Regions from separate parts of the Sus scrofa genome. Here region 1 is linked to region 2. A link is a contact called in public HiChIP or PLAC-seq data. All regions are on one chromosome and are shown on one strand. The core of a region is the stretch at or near the end of the contact, and the rest is flanking DNA. Distances in the headings are between cores, read along the strand shown.

What was found. HiChIP or PLAC-seq counts read pairs in DNA pulled down with a chosen protein or histone mark.
Region 1: an H3K27ac HiChIP or PLAC-seq map of alveolar macrophages shows a contact between it and region 2. The contact joins the promoter of MRPL51 here to the promoter of CD9 in region 2. A contact is called at or near these places in 1 of 47 Hi-C or Micro-C datasets (mesenteric adipose tissue) and 2 of 2 datasets of contacts at active chromatin or transcription factors (alveolar macrophages and skeletal muscle).

Annotation. Positions count from the first base shown.
Region 1 is chr5:64,165,766-64,169,272 of Sscrofa11.1, reverse strand. It overlaps MRPL51 (39S ribosomal protein L51, mitochondrial), which reads right to left and starts at 1,855. Exons shown (of 3, transcript XM_021092433.1): 1 at 1,510-1,855; 2 at 1,315-1,425; 3 at 287-603. The coding sequence starts at 1,588. The coding sequence ends at 407. NCAPD2 (condensin complex subunit 1) reads left to right here and starts at 1,863. Exons shown (of 32, transcript XM_021092430.1): 1 at 1,863-2,646; 2 at 3,388-3,507. The coding sequence starts at 3,411.
Region 2 is chr5:64,457,753-64,461,799 of Sscrofa11.1, reverse strand. CD9 (CD9 molecule) reads left to right here and starts at 2,017. Exons shown (of 8, transcript NM_214006.1): 1 at 2,017-2,176. The coding sequence starts at 2,111.

The DNA.
Region 1 (3,507 bases), core at 606-3,105, 290 kb after region 2:
TATTTAGACCACTTCCAAGGCATGTGGAAGTTCCCTGGCCAGGGATTGAACCGAAGCCACAGCAGTGACCCAAGACATGGCGGTGACAACACTAAATTTTTAACCACTAGGCCCCTAGGGAACTCCATCATTTTTTACGTTTTAAACACCATAGGTATGGCTAGACCACAAAAGACAAGTGGTAAAGTCCAAACCTAAGACAAGACTTAGGAATGAATCACACTTTCTAGTCTCCTGAATGAGTAAAAGCAGCATCTAAAGGAAAATAACGCATATGGATAACACATTCCAAAGAAGTCCCATTTTATTACTGCGGGCATACAAATCTCTTTCCTCATAAGGAAAAGTACTTCCTCCTTCTCCTGGGTGGTAGATATGCCTCCTCCACAGTTCCTAGCTTTCTCTTCTACCGGTACTTTCCATGTCGGTTAAAGTGTTTGTAGAGATAGCTGATGCGTTTGTTAAGATTGTGCAGGTCATCAATGAACATCCGATTTCCAACCATTCTCTTCTTTCGGATACAACGCTGTAATTCATTCCCCTTCCAGCCTCGAAGCCATATGGGGCCCTTGATCAGTTCTTTGGGGTGTTTTTCAAAGTTTCCTATGTAATGTGAGATAACATGTTAGTTCCAAGAGGAGAAAGAACCTAGTCTCCACTAGCTAAGCCTTCAACAGAGTTGCATCTACCTGAGCAGCACCTATAGACAAGACACATTAGGAGTTCCCGTTGTGGCTCAGTGGTTAACGAATCCGACTAGGAACCAAGAGGTTGCGCCTTAGATCCCTGGCCTTGCTCAGTGGGTTAAGGATCCGGCGTTGCTGTGAGCTGTGGTGTAGGTTGCAGACACGGCTTGGATCCTGCGTTGCTGTAGCCCTGGCGTAGGCCGGCGGCTACAGCTCTGGCTACAGCTCCGATTAGACCCCTAGCCTGGGAACCTCCATATGCCGCAGGAGCGGCCCAAAAAATCGCAGGGAAAAAAAAAAAAAAGACACATTATGCTACAGGATCAAGACCACAGACTCTGTAGCCTCGCTGCTTGGGGTCAAATTCTGGCACTGCCATTGACTAGCTTTGGGAAAACTAGGTTATCTCTGTGCCTCAGTTTCCTCACCTTTAAAGTGAAAAGATTATAAAGATTAAATGTGTTAATGCATGCAGGACACACATAACAGTGCCCAACACAACGTAAATAGCCACATAAATGTTTGTTCTTACTATTGAACATGGTATCATTTCTACACAGGTGAAAAATTATAGTCGTTACGACATAACTTCTGTTCTGGAATTCTGCACCAAGGAGTCAAGTCTTACCCAGGATCCCGATATTGTCATACACCCCGAACATGGCCCTCTTCTCGTTCCAACGATCAACCACTTTGCGAGGCGGGAGAGTGACCCTTACATGGAACAATCTAGGAATACCTAAGGAAGGGGAAGAAAAGGAATGAATCTGAGCCGCTTACTGAGAAACAGTTCTCGAGGCGTCTTACTGCATGAAGCACTTACCCAGAGAGAAGCTTCTACAGGTCAAGGGCAACCGGCCCCACAGGCCCCTGCCTGTCACCCAAGAAAGGCTCCCTGCCATTGCCCTCGTCTCTCTGCTACAACAGCCCTCTGCAGGAGCACAGGAGGGAGGGCCAGATGTGGCCTTCGAGGAGATAAGAACCGTCCCCACTGGGTTCACATTGGTATTACATGGACGCAGCCATCTTGGGCTTTACCCAGGTAGCTCAGGGCGCCAGACTTGCCGGGCCCCGCTTGGCCCCGCCTTCCCCAGCGGCGAGCCCCGCCCTCCAGGTTCCGGGGCAGAGGGGCCTTGTAGCCCTGCCCCGCAGAGGCGTTTCCGGTCTGCCCACCGGAAGTTCTGGATTGCCAGAAGAGCTGAGGGGCCCGTGTCGTTGTCTAGGTCGCCCCAAAACTGAATTTCAAGAAAATTCACCCTTTCCTGTTTCTTTGGGCTTCCCTCAACTGAGGGAGATGAAGGTCCAGAACCGGGAGGAACCCAGAGCTTCCTTTCTCTGTGCCCCACAGCAGTTTTGCGCTGTAGCTGTTTTTATTCCCCTTATTCGACAGGGGAGGAAATCCGAGGCTGAGGGAGTGAAACGACCTGCTGACGTCACCTGGCAGAGGAGATGGCGGAACCCGGACTAGAGCCTAGGTCTTCTAACTGCCGGCCTGAACTTGCCTCCAGTACTGGGGGGTGACTGAGTGTGTCAGTGTCCCAGGGGCACGGCCACCGCCCAGCTAGAAACGCGGCATCTCCTGCAGGCACCACGAAGGCCTCCTCTCCACCGACGGAGTAAAAGGAGGACCTTGTAGGGACTGAGGTGGCGGCGAGGTGAGGGGGCGGGAGCCAGAATCTAGGTCCCGCCCTCCTCCGTTTCAGCGGCTCCTGCGTTATGATTGGTTGGTCCCTACAGCTAGTGTCCTGATTGGCCCACTTCCGGCCGTTGAGATTTGAATTCCAGGTTCGCGGCTTTGCCGGCGCGGTCCCCGGCTCCGAGGCGGGTTTTTGCCTCCGCCTGGCAGGTATTGGCCGGTTTCTCTGCCCGTGGGAGTGCTGCCTAGCTGATTGGTGCGTGTTGTGCCCTTCATGGTTTTTCCTTCACTTCAGCCCCACAACCGGACCCAGAGGAACTGCAGGTGAAGTTCTCTTAAAAGGTGTGGTGTTCAGGGCGAGCGGGGAAGGAGAGGCCGGGAAAATCGGGAACCGGGCGGTATGATGCGGCATCAGGCTGGGAGGTGTATTGGTGCGTCCCTGTGGTACGGCGTGGTAACACAGTCTCACAGATCCGCAGTGGAATTTGAGCAAATTGCTTAATCTTTCAGAGCCTCAATTTCCTGATCTGTAAGTGGAACAGTAGTATTATGCACTCCATGAGGTTGGCATTTGGAGGGTTAGATAAGGTATGACGTTCAAATAGCCTAACAGAACCTGGCACAGAGTAAACAAATACTGCAAATGTTCTCTTTCTGCAAACAGGAAACACATTAAGCCCTACTGGGCCACTGTTCTAGCCTCTGATGAGGCATTCTCTCTATACCTAAGTTTTGCCCATAGAAACAGAAAGAACATTGATATGCCATTTTACAGTTTTTAAAATACTTTCATACTTCTTGACCCATTTGATTCCCAGAGCAACTTTATAAAGTAATCATAGATTAGTAATCCTGTTTGACAGATGAGGCCCAGGGTTAAGTGACATGACCAAGTGTCAGAGTCACAACTAGAATTACATTCTAGTCCGGGTTAATCTCACACTCCCTAAGATAATGTTATTAGCTTGATGTAAGACTAAAAAGCATATGTTTGAGGAGAGAAGTAATAGAACCGAATGAAAAGACAACCTTTAGATATAGACTGATTTGCTGTTTGGCTTCCAGCACTGTGAGCCATTGGGAGAAATATGTCCCCCCAGCTGTATGAGTTCCATCTGCCCTTATCCCCAGAAGAGTTGTTGAAAAGTGGAGGGGTGAATCAGTATGTGGTGCAGGAGGTACTGT
Region 2 (4,047 bases), core at 768-3,267:
GCCAGTAGCTGTAGCTCCAATTCTACCCCTAGCCTGGGAACCTCCATATGCCACGGGTGTGGCCCTAAAAAAAGACCAAAAGACCAAAAAAAAAAAAAAAAAAAAGGGTGTATGACATCATTTGACTCATATACATCATGAAATGAGGCTCACGATGGGTTCAGTGAACCTCTAATCTCATACACCTACAACACTAAAGAAAAAATATTTTTTCGTTGTGGTGAGAACACAGGACTTATTCTAACAAGCTTCCTTTATAACTTACAGCAGTGTTAATTATATTTCTTAGGTTGTGCATTACATCTCTAATACTTATTTAACTGGAAGTTTGTACCTTTTGATTACCTGCAACTAATTCCCCTTCCCCTACCCACCCACCCCCACCTCTGATAACCACAAATCTGATCTCTTTTTCTATGAATTTACTAGTTTGTGAAGTATAAGTGACCTGCAACACTCTGTTTGTTCCTGACACATCCCATAGTGATTCAATATTTCTACACATGTCAAAAGGATCACCACGATAGCTACCATTTGTCACCATACAACGACATTATATAATTATTGACTATATTCCTCACACTGTACATTTCCTTACCCATGACTCATTTATTTTGTAGCTGGAAGTTTATACCTCTCTCCTCCCCCTACCTCCCTCGACTCTGCCAACCACCTGTTTGTTCTCTGTATCTATGACTCTGTTTAGTTATATTTGTTTGTTTTGGTTTTTAGAATCCACATATAAGTGAAATCATACAGTGTTTGTCTTTCTCTAATTTATTTCACTTAGCATAATACCTTCTAAGTCCATCCATGTTGTGCCAAATGGCAAGATCCCATTCTTTTTTATGGCTGAGCAATATTCCACTGTATGTATGTTAACACATCTTCTTTTTGTTTGTTTGTTTGTTGTTTTAGGGCTGCACCCATGGCATATGGAAGTTCCCAGGCTAGGGGTCAAATCACAGCCACAGCAATGCCAGATCCTTAACCTACTGAGCAAGACCAAGGATCGAATCCACATCCTTATGGATACTACTTGGATTCATTACTGCTGAGCCACAAGAGGAACTCCGCTATTTTTAATTTTTTGAAGGGATCGCCTTATTGTTTTCCACAGTGGCTGCGCCAATTCACATCCCCACCAACAATGCTCAAGGGTATCCTTCTCTCCACATCCTCACCAACATTTGTTATTTGCAGAACGTTTTTGAGCAGAGGAGAAACACCCTCAGAACTCTGGCACTGGAGCAACCAAGAGGTGGCAGCGGGCAGAATTAAAAGGCAAGAGAGAGGGTGATGTGGAGCAAAGGCACGAACAGAAGCCAGGCTACAGACTTTCTCTTCTCCTTTGAGCAGCTGAACTGCAAATGCAGGAAACACTCCCAGACTGCCCAGCCCTCAAACATATTACTTTTCAGTGATGGTATTTAAGAATTACTCCCATAAGCCTTCCACCGATCTTCCCGCCTGGACTCCAAGCTTCTAATTCCTCCTACTCCGCCTGAGTGCTGAATAAGAGTTTGCTCCAAGAGTGAAGGTTTGCAAGGAGCCGCCCCAGGGAGAAATAAAGCCAGGCAGCTTTCCTTCAAATGGAGACCAAAGCAAAGGGAGCCCTCATTGGAGGGCAGCGGGCTTTGAGTAAGGGGTCTCTGCACCCACCACCTGGGGAAAGTCTCCCAAAGTAGAGGGCTGGGGACGCTTGGAATCCAGGTGAGAACTGGAAGGGCGAGGCCACCGCATAACTCCGGGATGAAAGCTGGGCAGGGATGACGGCCTGGAAAGACTTCAAGACGGTTAAAGGAAAGGGGGAGGATGGCGGGAAGTCAGGTCCGGGTAACTCGGGGAGAGAGCCTGAGGCGGAAGGGCCCCGGGCCCGGGGCCCTGGGCGGGGCGGGGCAGGTGGGCCGGGGCGGGGCGGGGGCGGGGGCGGGGCCCGGCCCTTGCGCAACACTGCGACGCGCGGCCGAGGAGTGGCACCTTTTAAAAGTGCAGCCCGGAGGCCCGCCCGCAGCCGCCCGCACTTCGCTCCGCAGCCCAGTCCCGTGTGTCTCGGCCGCAAGCGCCCTCGTCCCGCACCCGTCCGGCCCAGGCCAGTCTAGCCCGCACCATGCCGGTCAAAGGAGGCACTAAGTGTATCAAATACTTGCTCTTCGGATTTAACTTCATCTTCTGGGTGAGTGAGCGGCTACTGCCGCGCGCTCGTCTTCGGGGCCACCTGTCCGTCCCGGGCACCCCGTCCGCCTTGGGGGTTGCCGGCAACTGGCACCGCCCGCGCGGGGAAGACTTCTTGGGGGAGGAGAGAGGGCACTGCGGCCGCCCGCGGGCTGCTTGGCCCGGGCGGAGACGGGCGGGGCGGGCGCGTTGGTCCGGGGCTCGGCGGAAGCGGAGCGGGAAGGGGGCGCGGGCCGTAGTGAGCTGGGGTGGCAGGGGGAAGATTTGTGTTTGCTCCTACCCTGAGTCCCTCCGAATGCAGGAGGGAGAAACGGAGAATCCCTGTGCTGGGGACTCAAGGCCCTGGCCAAGGGGGATTGTGACGGGTAGTGTAGCTTGTCATCCGGGCGGGGTCCGCGGAGTGGCCGGGGCCGCGAGGAGGGAAGGATGCGGACGCTCCTAGGGACTTTGGTGGCGCCGAGGGAGCCCAACCAAGAGTTGTTGGTGCCTTTACGCTGGAGAGGAAGGGGCGCGCCGGCTGCGAGTGTGTGCGCGCCCCCGGGCCCCGTCCCTGGATGATAGTTGGGATCCCCCCCTCCTATCTCGAGAAGGAACCTTCAGGCCCCCATTCTCTCAGGCTCTTTCTGAGTCACCCAGAAAAAGTCTGAGCTTCCCTCGAAACTACCTGCAAGACTAGCTTGTCTTGATTTTTTTCCAAGGGCGATAAGTATCTGAACTGGAGAGAACCGGGGGAGAACTGGGCAGAGGTGAGGTAGAAGCGGATGGGCACCTTTTGTGGGATGAGTCCTGTGTTTCTCTATTTCCGGGAGAGATCAGGAGCCCGCCTCAGTCCTTCCAACCCAGCAGCCAGGCGGGGCCACAGGGAGTGGACAGTCACCTGGGGAGGACCCAGGCCAGGGAGCTTCAGAAGTCTCGCTGCCAGCCACTCCCAGCCTCTCTGCAAATGGGAAGTCTGAGGCTGGCCGCAGAAAAGGGGAGTGTCCCTGCCACACGTAACCTTGAGGTATTAAGGAACCATCCAGAGAGAGAAGCAAGGAATCCAGGATTTTATATCCCCGGGCCACCTCCCCTGCTCACAGATGAACAGTCTTTGCTTCTCTGTGGTCAGGAGGGCATTTGGAAAGGCAGGCCCTGTTCCACTCTTAAGAGAGACGGCTGTAGAAGCAGGGACATGCAACCAGAGGCTTCTAACAAAAATGTAGTTATTCCCTCGGAGCTGGTTTCCCCATGAACCCCAAGGAAAATCTCCCGAGATTTAATCCTCCCTGGAGCGGACAGAGATTGACCTGCCCTTCAAGAATCACCCCTCCCCCCCAAAAAGGAGTTCCTATCATGGCTCAGAGGCTTTGCCATGAGATGTGAGGTAGGTCCCAGATGTAGCTCAGATCTGGCGTGGCTGTGGCTGTGGTGTAGACTGGCGGCTACAGCTCTGATTCAACACCTAGCCCAGGGAGCTTCCCTATGCCGCAGGTGTGGCCCTGAAAAGCCTGCCCTCGTGAGGATGGAATATAGGTGTCCCCAGCCCAGCTTTAGGGAGACCCTGCTGGGGTGGGCACCCCCCCTCCTGATGTTCCCCCCAGCCCCAGCAGCCAGCCAGCTAGCTGCCAGCCTTAGCTTCCTCCTCTCCCCAACCCCTGGCACCAGAAAAGAATGTTGAAGGCGGACTGGCCCCGCCCCACCCCACCCTTGTCCTTTAAGTTCTCCTCTCCCCTCCCTAGCGCTATCTCTCCCTTGCCAATCTCTGGGTTGCTCCTCAGCTCTCTGCCGAGGCTGCATGAAGATGTGGAGCGGGGGAAACCACCAACAACCAAGGTGCCACCATACCCCTATCTGCCCCTGGCACCTGCCGGAGCCCTGGGCCACTCCCGGTAT